Linked DNA regions of Sus scrofa: region 1 is linked to region 2. Evidence: chromatin contacts called from public HiChIP or PLAC-seq data. All regions are on one chromosome and are shown on one strand. Each heading gives the region's core, a stretch centred on a gene start, on an enhancer-like site or on the middle of the called end of the contact. The rest is flanking DNA. Distances are from core to core; before and after follow the strand shown.

Region 1 (3,797 bases), core at 989-3,488, 300 kb before region 2:
AAGTATGTATACAAAGCAGAGCAATGAGTCATAACTACATTGAGGTTTTGTGTGTGTGTGTGTGTGTGTGTGTGTGTGTGTGTGTGTGTGTGTGTGAGAGAATTGAGGAAGATGGTAGTATTGTCTTCTGGGCAAGGATATAATGGCAGGTATCGCCCTGGGCTAAGCCATTGCTTGAACATCTCCATGTGTTTTAATGTTTGGTATCAGAGATAAGATATAGTCACTCAGTCATTATACAAATATATTTTGTCTTTAATGTGTATTGAACTCTATACTAGGTGCTAAGGATACAACTAGAATCAGCTTCAGTTCTTTTCCTCAAGGAGCTTATTCTACAAAGGAAGAAGTTAACCCACAAAAGTATTTCAAAAGGTGTTAAGAATAGGTTTTTCTAGGTCCATCTAAGAAAATCATGTATCCTGGTCCTGGGGGTATAAAGAAATTTACAACTGAAATTTGGAGTGGGTTGTGGGGAGATAGGAGAGTGAATTATAAGGCCTGTTAGTGGATGACCCAAGTAGAGTAGAGCCTCTTGTTTAGGGTTCCAGAAGTGAAAGACCAGAGTCTGACTGCATTGGAGCACCAAGTGGCGAGGGGTGGGGGGGCAGTCTGATATCAAGCATCCAAATAAACAGGGTTTAATGATGCCGAGGATGCTACTGAAGGTCTGGCTCTAAGTCTTGGCATTTGTTTCTTTTCTTTCCTTTTTAATCTTTGGCCACCCCGTGGCACATGGAGTTCCCAGTCCAGGAGTCAGATCCGAGCTCAAGCTGTAGTTGCAACCTAAACCACAGCCACAGCAATGCTGGATCATTAACCCACTGTGCTGGGCTAAGGATGGACCCATGACCCAGGGATCCCAAGACGCTGCTGATTCCATTGTGCCACAGCAGGAGCTCCAGCATGTCTTGGCATGTAGAAATGAGGAATGTTCAGGATTGCCTTCAAGAACAAATTACTGAAGCCAAAATATGTGTCAGTTGAGGGTGAATATTCCTCACTTTCAAGCCATCCCTAAGCAACCTATATTTGTTCCTTATGTGCCGGGACCGGTGCTGGTATTTGCCCTTAAAATCACAGCCTGAGTTCTGCAGAGGAAGAGGATCAGCTGCATCGCAGGGACAACTTCCTCCTCCTTCTCCCAGGGATGTCTGTCAGAGGTTGTTTGTAATCAAGCCCTAAAAATCTATGCCACACAGCTGCACCGTCTGTGATGGCATGTACGTCAATGAGAAGAATTCATGATTTAGGAATGCATCTGAACTGTTTTGCTTCCCCACGCCCTAGTCAGATGTAGGCTTGTTTTGGTCCTCTACAGAGTTATAAATAAAGAGCCAGCTCTGAAGATTTGCTGAAGCAAACCCAGGGCTGAAGGAGCAACCCTTCTTAATTGACCTGACTTACACAGTGTTTTTGGCATATGGTTTTGCTCTCCCCAGGCAAAGCAAATTCCTATAAAAATAGACACATAATATTGGCCCTCACTTGAGAGTGAGGGCATGTGAGCCACAAAAGGGATATTAAGAATCTTTTTGCCCTGGACTTTCATCTTAGAGATGAGGAGTGCCAGAGGTCATAGAGCTATGTGATGGAAGTCCTCGACTCGGATTCTTTTTTATTTCAGAAGCAAACCTAATTAGATTCAACACCTTGGAAACCAGAAATTTGTTTTATTGCTAAGTATAGACAGCGGTCTCTGTTGCATGATTATATACTTAGACTAGGCGAGAGAGCAAAACGGATGGTGTTCTGCACCCCAGAGTAATCAGTGCCTCACAGGGCTGCCCCCAGGATCCCCAGAGCCCATCTTGGGGCACTCCTGATTGGTATCCCATACTCAGGATCAATCTCTCCATCCTCTTGCCCATCAGCAAGGTTCCCTATTATGCTATTTATTATCAGAGTCCTGACAGGTGATAATTGGTCTGACAAACCCATTCACCACAAGATGTTCATATATTGAGAGCATCCTAATGAAAGCAAATTTGTAAAATATTTGCCTACCAAATAACACACCAAAAAATAGTGGCCAACATGTTTTGAGTGTGAAGAGCTAGGCATTTTAAATATATCATCTCATTTAATCCCGACAACTCTGTAAGACTGACCTCGTGTTTTTCCCATTTTGGGGTTGAGGAAGTTGAGGTTTGGAGTGGTTGCTCAACATCATACTATTAGTAAGTGACAGTATTGGGATTTGAACCCAGGCTATTTGAATTCGAAAGCCTATGGATTTCACCACAGTGCCTGGAATGCAACTACTTCGAGAATTGTGACTGATACAAATGACAGCACCATCACAAACAATGATAATTGCATGCCAACTATAATACACTTCCCCAAAGTTACAGAGGGTCATCTTTCTGATCCAATCCCATTTCAATAGCCTTCATGTTGAGAGTTGAACTAAACTACTTTATAATATTACTGTCCTGGCATCCGTTTATGTGTGGTCAAGTGGATTGGAGGGGCTTGAACTGACCCTAGCCCCTCCCACTGGCATCCCCTAGACAATAACCCACAGAGTTACAAGTAAATGAAGGTTCCTGCCATGACTTCTCCAAACACCTTTGTCATAAATAGTCTCCCCTGCCTTCCAGGGCCTTCTTATTAAACAGCGCTTAGATAACAGCCCCATAAAGCTTATGAAAACCTGCTCTTTTTGTATTGAATTGACCAAACTGGCCTTAGCCTGAAAAACTCAAAGTGAACCACCCTTAAACCTTAATAAAGGCATGTGCCCCAGGTCCTGCCAGCTTTCTGCCCACACTCAGCCTTGACCTCCCACTGTGGCCCCTGCAGGCATGCCACGTACCTCCTCCAGGACCTGTGAGTAATGAACTTCTCTATTTCAATTCCTTTGTGGTCTTCTGTTGAACCTGTGGCTCAGACATCATTCGACACCTTAGGGCTCTTTTTAACAAATGTTCATTGAACAGCCACTGCACTTGACATTGCATCCTATCAGCAGCTTTCTCATATCTCTGTCCATTAGTACCCTAATAATTGCAGTCAACATAACAAATAACAGCCAGTAAAGACCCTCTCTGATGGTGAAGCTGCCTCCACCCTTCCAAGACGAGGAGTTGTGATTTCTCTTTTCTGTGCTTTGATTTCACTCATAGTATCGTCATCATTGTCATTACTGTTCTGATTCCTCCCTCAAGACTCTGTCCAAACTCCTCCTGCCCCTGGAAATGTTCTCTGTTAGAGTAAGTAGCTGGAGAGGGGAGGGCTGCGAACTCACCAGAAACCACTCCGAGGACCCATCCCCCTCAACTTCCCCTTTCCTCGCTGCTAGCCCTATCTCTGCTCTTCAGCTTCCTCATCTGCAACATGAGAAGGTGTGCTGGGGAAACGAGCACAGCACTTTACATTTTACTTTTAATGAAGAGGATGGTCACCTCTGGGCCCAGATGCTCACTGTTGGCCTTTCTAGCTTGGAAGAAGGGGAAGGACCCATTACGTCAGCCTCCCCAAGACAGACACAGCCACCATGGCACCACCACACTGCCTGGTAGGGGGTGTTTTTCATCGTCTCTAACCATCTCTGAGCTTCTGCAGCTGCCTACAAGTTCTTTAATCCAATCAGAGCCACACTGTCCTGTTTCTGGTATCATCACACTCAGATTGCCAGACACAGGATATTCATCCCTTCTGAGAAACTCATCTCTCTCTCTCTCTCTCTCATCTCTCATCTCTCTCTCCCATTTCTCTCTCTCTCTCTCTCTCTCTCTCTCTCAGCCATCTCTGAGGTAGCTTCAACTTCTTTATCTGCCAGGGACTTCCTGACT
Region 2 (3,760 bases), core at 856-3,355:
TTTGGCCATTGCGAGCTCTTCCTGTTGGCTCTTATTTCCCTCCAGCTTTGGTTTTGTTGTTGTTGAACCCTTTCACTTTGTGATGCTATGGACTGCTTTAGGCTTATCTTGTGTATTGCCAGCCCCAGTCCGAGAAGCAGCCGTTTCTCCAAAAAACTTGGTTTCTTTTCCTGGAGAACAGAATCAGAAGCCAGGATCTGGACACTGAGCTTGTTTAGTACTTTACATTGTGTAATCGTGAATATATTTGCTCCCATTTTAATCTAGTTCTCATTATATATATATATATATATATATACACATATATATATAATATTTTAAATAATATATTAAATGAATATATATTTTTTCTCACTATATATTTATAAATACATATATTATACATATATATACATATGTATACATACATAAATTTAAGCCTATTCTTTTTTTGACCACACCTGCTGCATGATCTTATTCTTGGGCCATGGATCAAACCCATACCACAGCAGTGATGAAAGCCACAGCAGTGACAACACCAGATCCTTAACTGCTCTAAGCCTATTCTTTGTGTCCTGTTCTTGATATCAATAAAGCAAGGATGTTTCCAAACATGCATTAGGCTTCTTTTAATTTTTTTTTTTTTTTTTTTTTTTTTTGACGAGTAAGGGTAACATGTGGATACCTGACTATGGCAGAGACCTCGATAGCCTTCCTGAGGTCTACCTGAAGTTCCCAGACCCAGTCTTCCGGTCACCCTTTACAAGCCCTGTGAACTTGCCCAGGAAGAAGGAGATGCTCCACTCTGTCCTTCTGCATCACCTTAGTAAACCCGACCATGAAAAGGCACTTCTATTCTAGTTCTCTTCCTTTCCACCTCCCACTGGATAGACCCCAGACTCTGCCTCTGGCAAATACATTTTATATAGCAAAGTGGTAATTGCACAAAATACACTCTGATTTGAAGCTCCATTTTGTACCATTCCATTTTTAACACCGCTTTTGTGAAATGACAAAACAAAAAGAACAGATTTAAGAAACATGAGGAAAGTCATTCATTTTTATGCAGACATCGTAGGCGTTGTACAGTGACAGAGACCTCTGACTGGCATCAGAGCTAAAATTAGAACAGAGAAGTAGTGTAATGGCGAATCCATCAATCACATTAATAGCAAGTAACACACTAATCATTTATCTATTATTTATCGTATAGATAAGTGTATCCTGTCTAGACTACAGAAGCACTTAAGTACAAAGTTGTCAATAATTACAAATAGAGAATAACTTTCTTCAATAAAGATAGATATTAATCATAAATTAAAATGAGCAGAATATAAGGAAAAACACCTTTTCAATTGTGTTTATTGGCATAGCCTAGTCTATGACAGTTGTTAAAGGAATTATAGTTTATATTAGCTGCTGACTCTTGATTTTGAAAATTGGGTGAAAAAATACTTGTTCAGATTTTTAAATTAATTTAATTATTTAAAAATTAATTTAACTATTTAAAAATTAAATAAATGTACTTGCTAGAAAAAGGATCCCAAAATAAGTAGAATTTTTAATTTATTTAACCAGTGTTTTCGGTATTTTGAGATTTTTATCTGCTGTTCAGATTTTTACTATATCAATTTCATGTCCAATAAAAAGAACTAAAGCAAATAGTTCACCTTGATCAAATATACCAACCATGACTTCTCTAGCCTTAAACAAGGAAACATCACCATTACAAACAATCACTATTGTAATTTTGGTTAGTAAAAATCACAAAATGTAGTGTAGGATTTAACACATACTTAAAGTCAGGAAATTGCTTCCAAATACTTCCTAATTTTTTTTTCTCATTCAAAAACTGTTTCCCCTTTTTGCTGAGCTGTTCAGTTAAAAGAGTATTTCCTTTGGAGCGTGTGGCCAGTGGCTCACAGTGAGTCAGGGCAGGCAGGGAGAAGCCAGGGCTGACAGAAAGGCCATTCTGTCCCCTGGGAAAGCTGAACTGCGTTCTAAGGCTTATAGCCTGGGTTCAAGTTCATGGTCTTTACTCAGAGAAAGTTGATTGAGTACATCCCCAATGCCAGGAGCCATAGGGGCCCCTGGCAAGCATTACCTTCATCTAGGGAGTTTCCGGCTCATGTGTTGGAGGCCTGGGCTGAGAATGGAGATAGATCCATGATACAACACTGGTGTCTCACCAAAAGTGCAGGTCCCAGCAGGTGGTCCAGGAGTCTGTGCGTCCAGCATGGCTATAGCTGGTGGACTGGATTTCAGGAATAAGAATCAGTATCTGCAGGAGTGTTTTCCTGGAACAAAACAAGCTCCTGGTTTTCTGAGAGTATCCACATGGGTCATTTAACAAAGATCTTGAACTGGATTAAAGCAGAAGCCCAAATTTAGATTCAGAGGCACAAAGCAAGGGTGGTTTCAGTACAAGACCCCCTTTTAAGAACATGGCACTAAAGAGAGGTTGTGAGTACGAAGTCAGAGTTCAGCCAGAGACATTTCATCCTGGATAAGTAAAAAGCAAAGGGTCTGGGATTCAGTAAATTAGTTGCTGCAACAGAGCACCATGGAAAGCTTGTTCTTCGGGACTGCCTTGGTGCTTCAGCAGGAACCATTAAGTATGGAGTCAGTTTGATAATGATGGGACTAGAGGCAAAAACTGCTTTCTGCTGGACTAGAGCAGATTAAATATTGCCTGACTCAGGGATGGAATTGCTCTAGGAAATGTGAAGTCAGGAAATCTGGCCGGGGGAACTAGAAGTCTCAAGAGGCTCACATCTGGAGACATGACAACTAAACGTGACGTGTTATCCTGAATGGGATCCTGAGACAGAAAAAGGTCATTGGGTAGAAATGAAGAATATCTGAATAAAGTATGGACTTTAGTTAATTATAATGTGTCAATTGTACATGATTTGTTACAAATGAATCATAAAATAAGATGTTAACCATAAGAGAAACTGAGTCCTGGGGAACGAGCAATCCTCTGTACTAGCTTTGAAACTTTTCTTTAAATCTGAAGCAATGCAAAAATAAAGTTTAGTTTAAAAAAAAATCAAGCTTCTCATCATCTTCCTCTTTCTTCCATCTTTTTTTTTGGTAAACATTTTTTTCCTATTCAATGAGAAAACAGCAATTCTATTTTATTTTATCTGGATGTTTTTATTATCATACAACTCAAAATGTATTCTCAGTAATATGATATTGATGCACAGATTTTGTGTGTTTCATATACCAAAACCGGCCCATTTGTCTACCTGCTACTCTGTATTGTTTCAAGAAGAAACATATACTATGACTTTGGAGTTCTCTGATGGTTCGGCAGGGTAAGCATCCAGTGCTCTCACTGCTATGGCTTGGGTTGCTGATGGGGCACAGATTTGATCCCTGGCCTTGGCACATCCATCTGCCATAGGCACGCTCTTCCCCCAGTATACTCTGACTTCAAATGTAATCATTCATTTGAAAAAATACTTTTGTTAATTTGGAAAAGTGCATTTTAAGAACAGTATCATTGAAAACCAGTTGATTTTGTTAATAAAGATTAGTTTTTAATTAGAACTTGGAATCACTCTAAATTCAATTTACTTCCTCACTTCTTTCCTTCATCTCTCCCTTTCATTTTTCTCTCCCCCATCCTTCTTTCTGTTCTTTCTTTCCCTCACTCTCATTTTTTTTTAATTTTTCATTTTAATAGGTTTGAAGTCTTTACTTAGATCTTCTTTGGATTCCTCCACATTCTAACACTATTTATCAACTCCCTGTGAATTAGTAACCTGGATAT

Evidence for each region. HiChIP or PLAC-seq counts read pairs in DNA pulled down with a chosen protein or histone mark.
Region 1: an H3K27ac HiChIP or PLAC-seq map of alveolar macrophages shows a contact between it and region 2. The contact joins two enhancer-like sites. A contact is called at or near these places in 1 of 5 promoter capture datasets (liver), 17 of 47 Hi-C or Micro-C datasets (alveolar macrophages, blood, embryonic fibroblasts and 12 more) and 2 of 2 datasets of contacts at active chromatin or transcription factors (alveolar macrophages and skeletal muscle).

What each region holds. Positions count from the first base shown.
Region 1 is chr1:22,477,517-22,481,313 of Sscrofa11.1, reverse strand. No RefSeq gene overlaps it. Among named protein-coding and RNA genes, the nearest start is that of HIVEP2, 240 kb to the right of the region's middle. Within about 2 kb of position 2,238, at least 7 of the 83 cell types and tissues checked have an H3K27ac peak or open chromatin away from gene starts, as enhancers often do. A contact at or near this core is called in alveolar macrophages, where this site is marked.
Region 2 is chr1:22,179,651-22,183,410 of Sscrofa11.1, reverse strand. No RefSeq gene overlaps it. Among named protein-coding and RNA genes, the nearest start is that of AIG1, 16 kb to the right of the region's middle. Within about 2 kb of position 2,105, at least 4 of the 83 cell types and tissues checked have an H3K27ac peak or open chromatin away from gene starts, as enhancers often do. A contact at or near this core is called in alveolar macrophages, where this site is marked.